2 separate regions of the Mus musculus genome follow, and region 1 is linked to region 2. A link is a contact called in public HiChIP or PLAC-seq data. All regions are on one chromosome and are shown on one strand. Each heading gives the region's core, a stretch centred on a gene start, on an enhancer-like site or on the middle of the called end of the contact. The rest is flanking DNA. Distances are from core to core; before and after follow the strand shown. Region 1 overlaps Sppl3 (signal peptide peptidase 3). Region 2 overlaps Trpv4 (transient receptor potential cation channel, subfamily V, member 4).

Region 1 (3,922 bases), core at 1,361-3,860, 370 kb before region 2:
AAACAAAAGGGCAACTGGGTAAGAGAAGTCCACAGGCCATAATTCTGACCTAAGTCTGAGGCAATGCAAAGGACATAAGGTTTAAGTACACACGCCAAGGTATTGCTTTAAGCTGCCCTTCTGAATAAATGATGCTTAAACATGAAAGAAGTATGAGTTAAGAGAGAAAACTTCAGTCTCTTTGAGGTGGCTCTGCAGATAAAGTGATCTGGGTTCAGTCCTTGGGACCCATGTGATGGAGAGAAAAACACTCTACAGAGTTCTCCTTTAACCTCCACACATGCACTGTGGCATGTTTCTGTACACATACACACACGCTCCACAATAAACAAACAAACAAACAAATACAGAAAACAACTTTATTCTTGTGACAGAGTCCCTCTATAAACCTCTAGATGTCTTGGATCTCTATGTGGTCTACATAGGGAGTTCCAGGGCAGCCAGAGCTAAATAATAGGAAAAAAGGAAGGAAGAAAAAAAAAGACTTGCTTCTCTTGCATCCAGGGGAATCCAGCAACCTCTTCTGGTCTCCACAGGCACCAGAAATTCATGTAGTACATTTACATGCACATAGTCAAAACACTCATTCACGTTAAAAAATTAAAAAATAAAAAAACCTAAGGAATTTGATAAGTACATGGGCTGGGGATGTACCTCAGTTGGTGTTTGCCTAGCTCATTGGAGGTGTACGGATCAGAAGCTCAAGAGGAACCCAAGCGGGGAAGGGGAGAGTGGACAATGCAGGTCCAGTTGCAGAGGAGGAACAAAAGCACTGCGGTCCTCTGTTGCTACCTGGACAGCAGGAAGAAAAGACCTGTGATGAGCGTGGTCAGGCCAACAGCACTGCCTCTTCTTCTGCGTTTGCTACAGACAACAGCATCATGTAACTATTCATTCCTCATGCCTATGTGCTCTGACATCAGATTCTGAGGAACATACTCTAAAATCCACTGTCTAGAAAATTATAAATCTCTAAAATACTTTTTAAAAATCTGAGCATCAGCTACACATCTTCAATCCCTGCACTTAGGAGACCAGGCAGGCAGATTGCTGAGTTCGAGGCCAGCCTGGTCTACAGAGTGAATTCCTAGAGAGACACGGTTACACAGAGAAACCCTGTCTCGTCTCAAACAACAAAATAAAAATTAAAACTAAAAATTAGAATATAATTCTGAGCACCCACTGTATTCAGGTCCACAAAATAAACAGCTGACTCTATACTCTGCTGCAGTTTTACTGTCACAGGGTGGGAAACAACCACAGTAAATACATTCAATGTCACAACAAACAGCTATAAGTTTCACCAAAAGGCCTTGGAGCAACAGACCAACATTTGGATCAGCGAGGTGGCTCATCGGGTAATACTGGCTGACCTCTGACCCATGTAAAGGCAGAGGACACCAGCAGGAACCAGCTCCAAAAAGTTGTTCTCTGACCTCCACACAAAACCCATGGTAGACCTGCCCATACAGATCACGCACACTTGCTGGTAAGCAAAATAAAGTGAGATTTGAGATTTCTTTTTTTTAATGATTTTTCGAGACAGGGTTTCTCTGTATAGCCCTGGCTGTCCTGGAACTCACTTTGTAGACCAGGCTGGCTTCGAACTCCACCTCCCTCTGCCTCCCAAGAGCTGGGATTAAAGGTGTGCGCCACCACGCCCGGCTGAGATTTGAGATCATTTTAAAGATGACAACATTTCAAATGGACTCTGAAAGTGCAGGTCTACATATCTACCTACATATCTAGAGATAGGACAGGGGCCACCTACTAAGTTCCTGTAACTTGACAACAAACACTTCAAAGAAAATGGGATTGTAGGGCTGGAGAGATGGTTCAGTGGTTAAGAGCATGAACTGCTCTTCCGAAGGTCCTGAGTTCAATTCCCAGCAACCACATGGTGGCTCACAACCATTGGCAACGAGATCTGGTGCCCTCTTCTGGGGTGTCTGAAGGCAGCTACAGTGCACTTACATATAATAAATAAATCTTTAAAAAAAAATTGTATTGTAAAGTCATATTTGCCCAAAAGTCAGATGTGAAAAGGTTGAATATATTGGTTATATTCCATCAACTGAAAAAAAAAAAAAAAAAAGACTACTACCTAAATACAACTAACTCTAGTGGCAACATATCTAAGACACGTGACAAGGTTAGCCACGCACACTAAACATCTCCCATTAATTTTTCAGCACAACTCTTGGATAATAGCTACAATAATTTACAGAAAAATAAACTCTAAGCTTACACTACAGAAAAACAAAAACAAAGCCTTTTCTCTTTCCAAGATCAATTTCTTCATCTGCCTTCAAACACACAGTCCCTCTGAAGTGAAAACAAACCACTGCTCTGGCCCCTGGCCGGCAAACACCCTTTCCCTCTTTCCTCAGTGGGCTCAAGAGGCCTTTCCACCCTCACTGTCCAACCCTCAGGGCTCCACCCCACCTGCTTGGAGCTCTACTGCACTAAGGACTTCCTTGGCAAAGCCGATGGCCTGGCTTCTGTTTTCTGGTTGCTCTTTTTTCACCCGGAGCTCCTGATGAGCCTCCTCTCACTCTCTGTCCTAATCACTGGAGCCACTGTGAGTCTCTGCTCCTCTGACTCCAGTCCCTTGCTCACTGTGAACTTCTCAAGTGTCCTGAGTGTCTGGTCTCCTACTTTTGCCCTCACTTGGTTAATAACGTCTTCTCTCCCTAGTCTTCAGCTGGCTGGGCTTGTAGTTCCAGACAACATTTCTAAATATGTTTGCACTAGCCAAGGCAAAGATAAAGATAATTCATTCTTTACAATAAATTCTTACTTCTAAGACTTCTAAGATTCTTATAAGCATTTCTGAGAAATGGATTCAAACATGTATTTAAATCAAAAAAGGAGCTGTGGATGCCAGCACAATATTTTCTTTTAAACAAATGAAAGATTTAATCAAATTCTGAAGGCAGAATTAGGCTCTCGGAAGGTCAGTGTTGCAGGCTGAAGAAACAATGTACACAATTTCTCCCCACATGTCCTATTTAGGTCAAGAGTGCAGTCTGGGCTGCTAGATGGAGGGAAGTGGGTGTGCCTGTCAGACTCACTGTGGGTAAGGAAATAGATAAGAAACTGCTAAAGCCTTGCCCCTGGCCGTTAAAAGAGTGCAAAACTTTCCTGTGCATTACAGAGAAGTCCAGGGAAAGTCCACTTGCCCCTCAAAGGATCCATATAATTATTGTATGAAAAAAAATGTAACCTTATCATTTTCTTTTCCATGTGAGCTGCAGTGGTGAATTATGAAACCCGTGGAAGGTCCTGAACTGCCTACCCAGACCTGTAAGTCAACAGCAAATTGCAAGTTATTCTACTTTTTTTATACAATATCACTTAGCATTCCTGATAAAGACATCAAAAAGTTTCAATGTTGGTTAGACGGTCAGAAAGAAAAGTCATTCCTATATACGGAAGAACTCTGTCTGGAACCTAATAAGTAACTAGAAAATATGCAACCGCTCTTTACAGAGCACTGAGAAATTCCAGAAGCATTTATACACAGCATCTCACAGAACCTCTGAAGCCTGCAGAGGAAGGGCAGAAGCAGTTAAACACTGGTGGTGGTGGTGGTGGTGGTGGTGGTGGTGGTGGTGGTGGTGTGGTGGTGGTGGTGTGGTGGGTTTGGGGGTTGTTCAGTGGTACAGTGCCTGACTAAACACTAGGCCTGATATACAGTCAATCAGAGATGGAAAAAACATCTCTCTCAAACCAGGAAGTTCCCAGTGCAAACACAGAATTCAGTCTTGGGTTTTTAAATTTCAATGTAGTAAGAGATCTGTGTGGTCACTTACACTCAGTGTAAGTCACAAAGTGAAAACCACAATTGTAGTCTAGATTGGAGGAGAAGGCCAACCATTAATAATCAAATTCCAAAATAGTTTATCTACAACTTTTCTAC
Region 2 (4,212 bases), core at 776-3,275:
GCATGGGACAGCCTAGCTGGGGGGTTGGGGGAGGAGGGGGTGTCACAGTTCTGTAGACTCTGAGCCTCCCATCCCCTCACTACCCATGACGCCAGCTTCCCCGGGCATTCCCAGGGCATCACTCTGGACAATCTCGGCCCTTGCCACCTCTGTCTGGCGCACTCTGAGTTCAGCTGTGTGTGACTGGGTGTCGCCAGGCCTCTGGTGTGACGTGGGAATCTGGACACTGCTTGCTTGATAAGGGAGCTGTGGAAGTCCCCATCGCTGGTCAGTTTGGATAAATATCAGACACTTCCTGTCTCTCCTCCCCCAGACTCAGTTTACCCCCCTGGGGAGGAGACATCAGTTCCTAGCTTGAGGGGTTAGGCTTTAGATGAGAATGTGTGTGAAGTTCTGGTGTGAGGCATTTAGTGCCCATACTGCGGACGGGGTTTCCAGCTGAGCCTCTGCCGTGATTCCAGGCGGCGTCCCTGGGGCATGCTGCAAGTGCCCAGGCAGGGCTTTGCATTTGTGCCTCAGGGTCCCTTCCTTTGAGCCTCATTGCCACAGGATTGCTTAGGCCATTTTAAGGAATTGGGGGGTAGGGGGGTGACCTCTGTCTCCCAGCCCAGAGATGGGCAGTCTCTGTTCTCACCAATTTTCAGACATGGAGAAAGCTCAGAGGATCCCTGGCTTTGGAGCTGGGAAGTCTCTGGGTTCCAGTGCCCACCTGGTCCTCACCTCTCCGGACTCCCCTCCCCTGCTGTAAATTGAGGGGAGGTTAAATAACAGCAGCATAGCCACCACCATTTATTGAGCACATACTACGTGCCAGACATCATGCAGGGCTTGAATGATAACATTTAATCTTTACAGCAGCCCTTGAGAGAGGAGCTGCTACTTTCACAGGGCTGGGGGTAAAACCTGGAGCCTTGCACACACCAATCAAGTGTCCTGTGGGCACATCCCCAAGGTCTCCTGAGATAGGATCTTCTTCAGTTTGGCTTTAGACCACGGATCCGTCTGCCTCGCTCCCAAGTGCTGGGATTACAGGTTAATGCTACCACATCCCACTGTATAATTTAAAGCAGGAACGTGACACACCAAATAATCACAGATCAAAGACAGGAGCAGTTGTTCCTAGAAGGTAGAAAGTTTTACCCCCTTTTTATGGATGAGAAAACCGCGGCCCAGATAGGAGATGTGACCATTGGTGGCAGGAAAGAGGAGGGCAAGATAGAGTGGGCGATGTCTTGAGGCTATAAAACCCTTTCCAGAGTTCTCTGTGACCTGGGGACTATCTGAACGAGAGTAGCTGGCTCAGAGAAAGAGACCCTAGGATTTGAGACACGCCTCCACCCCCACCTTTCTAAAGCTGGATGTTGGCTTTGGTGGGAACCTTCTGGAGTAGAGACTTCCTATATCTGTATGCTAGGCTCTGTGCTGAGGCTGGGGCATGGCTGGGACTATCAGGGTCACTGATCTGGGAAGGGTCACTTAGCTGTAATCACATAGCCCCCACTGGGCTTTTGAAAACAAACAGCTCAGTGCCAGCTGAATGGACGTCACCAGAAACTCCAGTGTTCTCAGATGACAAGGAAGTGGAGTCTCACAGGATGTGACTTTTCGAGTCTCAACAGCCCCATCTTTCCACTAAGCCATACTCAGCTTCTAGTCTGGCCAGCCCTCTGGACCTGGGGTCTTTTGCAGATGCCCCCATTCCAGTGAAAGTTCTTAGGGGATATTTCTGTGACATGGGCCGGCCCTCCAAGGCTTATGCAAAAACCAAGTGACTGCAGTGGCCACGTTGGCCGTGCCCTCCTTGGGGCTAGTGAGTCACCCCAGCCGTGTCCCGCTTGGATGGTGTGAGCATCGGAGGGGGACACCCTCCAGGTGGAGGGACCCGGCAGGACACAGGAGCTCTGTCTGCTCCGGACAGACGGCCACTGTGCAGCAACCAGGAAGTGGGCTGGGCTGAGACAGACTAGGTAAATACCAGCAGGGAGGGCCCTTCATGGTGCGATGTGCCCCGCTGCCTCCTGCCAGGGGCTTGGGGGCTGTGGGCAACCACAACCTGGCAGGCGGCGGGTCCCACTCTGCCAAGGGACTGAGCTCCCGTTAGTCGCTCTGAGGTGGCTGCCAGAGTCCACCTCCCAAGAGGGATCCAGTCACTTAGTCTTCCCCTGACAGGCTCTGTTTCCCGGTTGGTTCTTCATGTATGCCCTAGTAATAATAATAATAGCTTGAGGGTGGCATTAAGGGCTCAGATACCAGCCTGGCCTTATCCAGCATCTATTGGCTGTGCTTAAGTCTGTCTCCCCTAGCTCCTGTGACAGTGAGTGTCCTGGGGAGGATTCCCAGTCAGCCACAACTCAGGTCTGGGCACTCTGATCCAGAGTCACATAGTCCCCCAGCCCCTCCTACATGTTTGTCCCTCCCTTCCTGAGCCCTCTTATCCTTGTAAAATAGCCCCATCAAAGGCCCAGTCCTGGCTGGGGAAGTGGCTTAGCGGATCCAGTGCTTGCCTAGCTTAGCCGCGTGAAGCCCTGAGCTTAATCCGTAACACTGCCCACGCTGGATATGGTGGTATGCCCCTGGGACCCCCAGCACCCAGGGGGTGTAGAGAGACAGGAGGACCAGATGTTGAAAGCTGTCCTTGGATACGCAGCAAAGCCAGGGCCAGTTTGAGATGCATGAGGCCCTGTCCCAAAAGGAAAACCCCAGCTCCTGTGCCTGTGTGTGGCCTTGCATCCCGGAGCTGGGATGCAATGATACAGCTTGCTCCTTTCTTGGCCTTAGCTTCCTCATCTAGAAGGCGGGGCCACGCAGCTGCTGCCTTATCTGGTACCCGCTAACTTCCATCCCATCCTTCAGTCCTTCCCTCAGGACTGAACCAGATAGCTGGCATTCGTGGTCACGTTTATTTGTGGCTCCTGCAGGAGTCAGGGTCCCCACTGGTCAGCCAAGGAACCCCAGGATGATGAAGAAACCCACAAAGTCTGTCTGAGGGTCCAGGGTCTGTCTCCTGCTGTAGAGCCCCCACCCAGCCCGCACTCACCCCTGGTCCTTGTTCTTATTCACTAATGGTCCTCAGTAGCCCCCCTCCCCCCGCACTCTCTGCATTCTGCCGTCTACCCCATTCCAGGCACGGAACTTTAGTCCTCCCCCTGTGCTCCCCTGCCCTGCACCTGCAGGAACCTCAGGGGTCCCTGATGCCCCCACATGGTGTTCAGTCCTGGCAGAATGGTGACTCTGAATGAATGTCTTCCTCAGGGGCGTAGGCTCTGGAAGGGGAAGAGGAGATAAGCAGATGGTGTATGCTGATGTGAAGTGTGTCACCTGCCACATTCACTGTGACATTACCTGCTGCACTCACTGTGACATGCAGAGTTAGTTTAGACCAGGAAAAAAATTCAAAGTACTATCCTTTTTTTTTCTCCTTATTTTTAAAATTCATTTATTTTAATAATTATGGTTATTTCACCTGCACGTATGTATGTGTGCCACATGTGTGCCTGGTGCTCACAGAGGCCAGAAGAAGGCATCAGATCCCCTGGGACTGAAGTCACAGACAGTTGTGAGCTGCCCCGTGGATGCTGGGACTTTAACCTGGATCCCCTGGAAAAAGCAGCGGTTTCTCCAGCCTCTCCATCCTGCTTTGAGACAGGGTCTCACTTAAGTAGTCCTGGCAGAATCGGAACTCACTGCATAGACCAGAGGGCCGTCAGACAAACTCACCAAGATGCCTTCCTGCCTCTTGCTCCTGAGTAATGGAATTGAAGCAAATGGCGAGGCAAAGGGCTGGACAACAGTGGAGGCCACCAGCCTGTCCACTCACACTAGGGTTTCCGGTCCTTTGTTCCTTTTTGTCTACCCCGGGGCCGTGCATACATGTGGCAGCTAATAATGACCCATTTAGAATGTATTGATCTAGAAGGCGAGACCTGAGGAAAGCCAGCGCCCTGCCGCCCTCCCCAGGAGCAGAGATGTCTTGCTTGCCCAAACCTGCCCCTGGGTTTTAAGCAGCTTTTCTTGCTCACGTAATGAGGTCGGCATCTGATAGTCTTGTGCCAGGGTTTCCATGAGGCCTGGCAAAGCCCTGAGAGTGAAGAGGATGCCCCCCCCTCCCCCTGGGCCAAGCGAACAATGGCGAGCGAGCCCTCTGGCCGCACTGCATCCTGGGCATACTTTGCAGCCTGCTGTTTACTGAGGCACCCTCAATCTGGCACCTCC

The links. HiChIP or PLAC-seq counts read pairs in DNA pulled down with a chosen protein or histone mark.
Region 1: a contact with region 2 is called in a FOXA1 HiChIP or PLAC-seq map of pancreatic cancer cells. The contact joins two enhancer-like sites.

The regions. Positions count from the first base shown.
Region 1 is chr5:115,017,604-115,021,525 of GRCm38.p6, reverse strand. All of the region lies in intron 1 of Sppl3 (signal peptide peptidase 3), which reads right to left. Among named protein-coding and RNA genes, the nearest start is that of Sppl3, 8.0 kb to the right of the region's middle. Within about 2 kb of position 2,610, at least 57 of the 459 cell types and tissues checked have an H3K27ac peak or open chromatin away from gene starts, as enhancers often do. A contact at or near this core is called in pancreatic cancer cells, where this site is marked.
Region 2 is chr5:114,648,979-114,653,190 of GRCm38.p6, reverse strand. All of the region lies in intron 1 of Trpv4 (transient receptor potential cation channel, subfamily V, member 4), which reads left to right. Among named protein-coding and RNA genes, the nearest start is that of Trpv4, 7.3 kb to the left of the region's middle. Within about 2 kb of position 2,025, at least 59 of the 459 cell types and tissues checked have an H3K27ac peak or open chromatin away from gene starts, as enhancers often do. A contact at or near this core is called in pancreatic cancer cells, where this site is marked.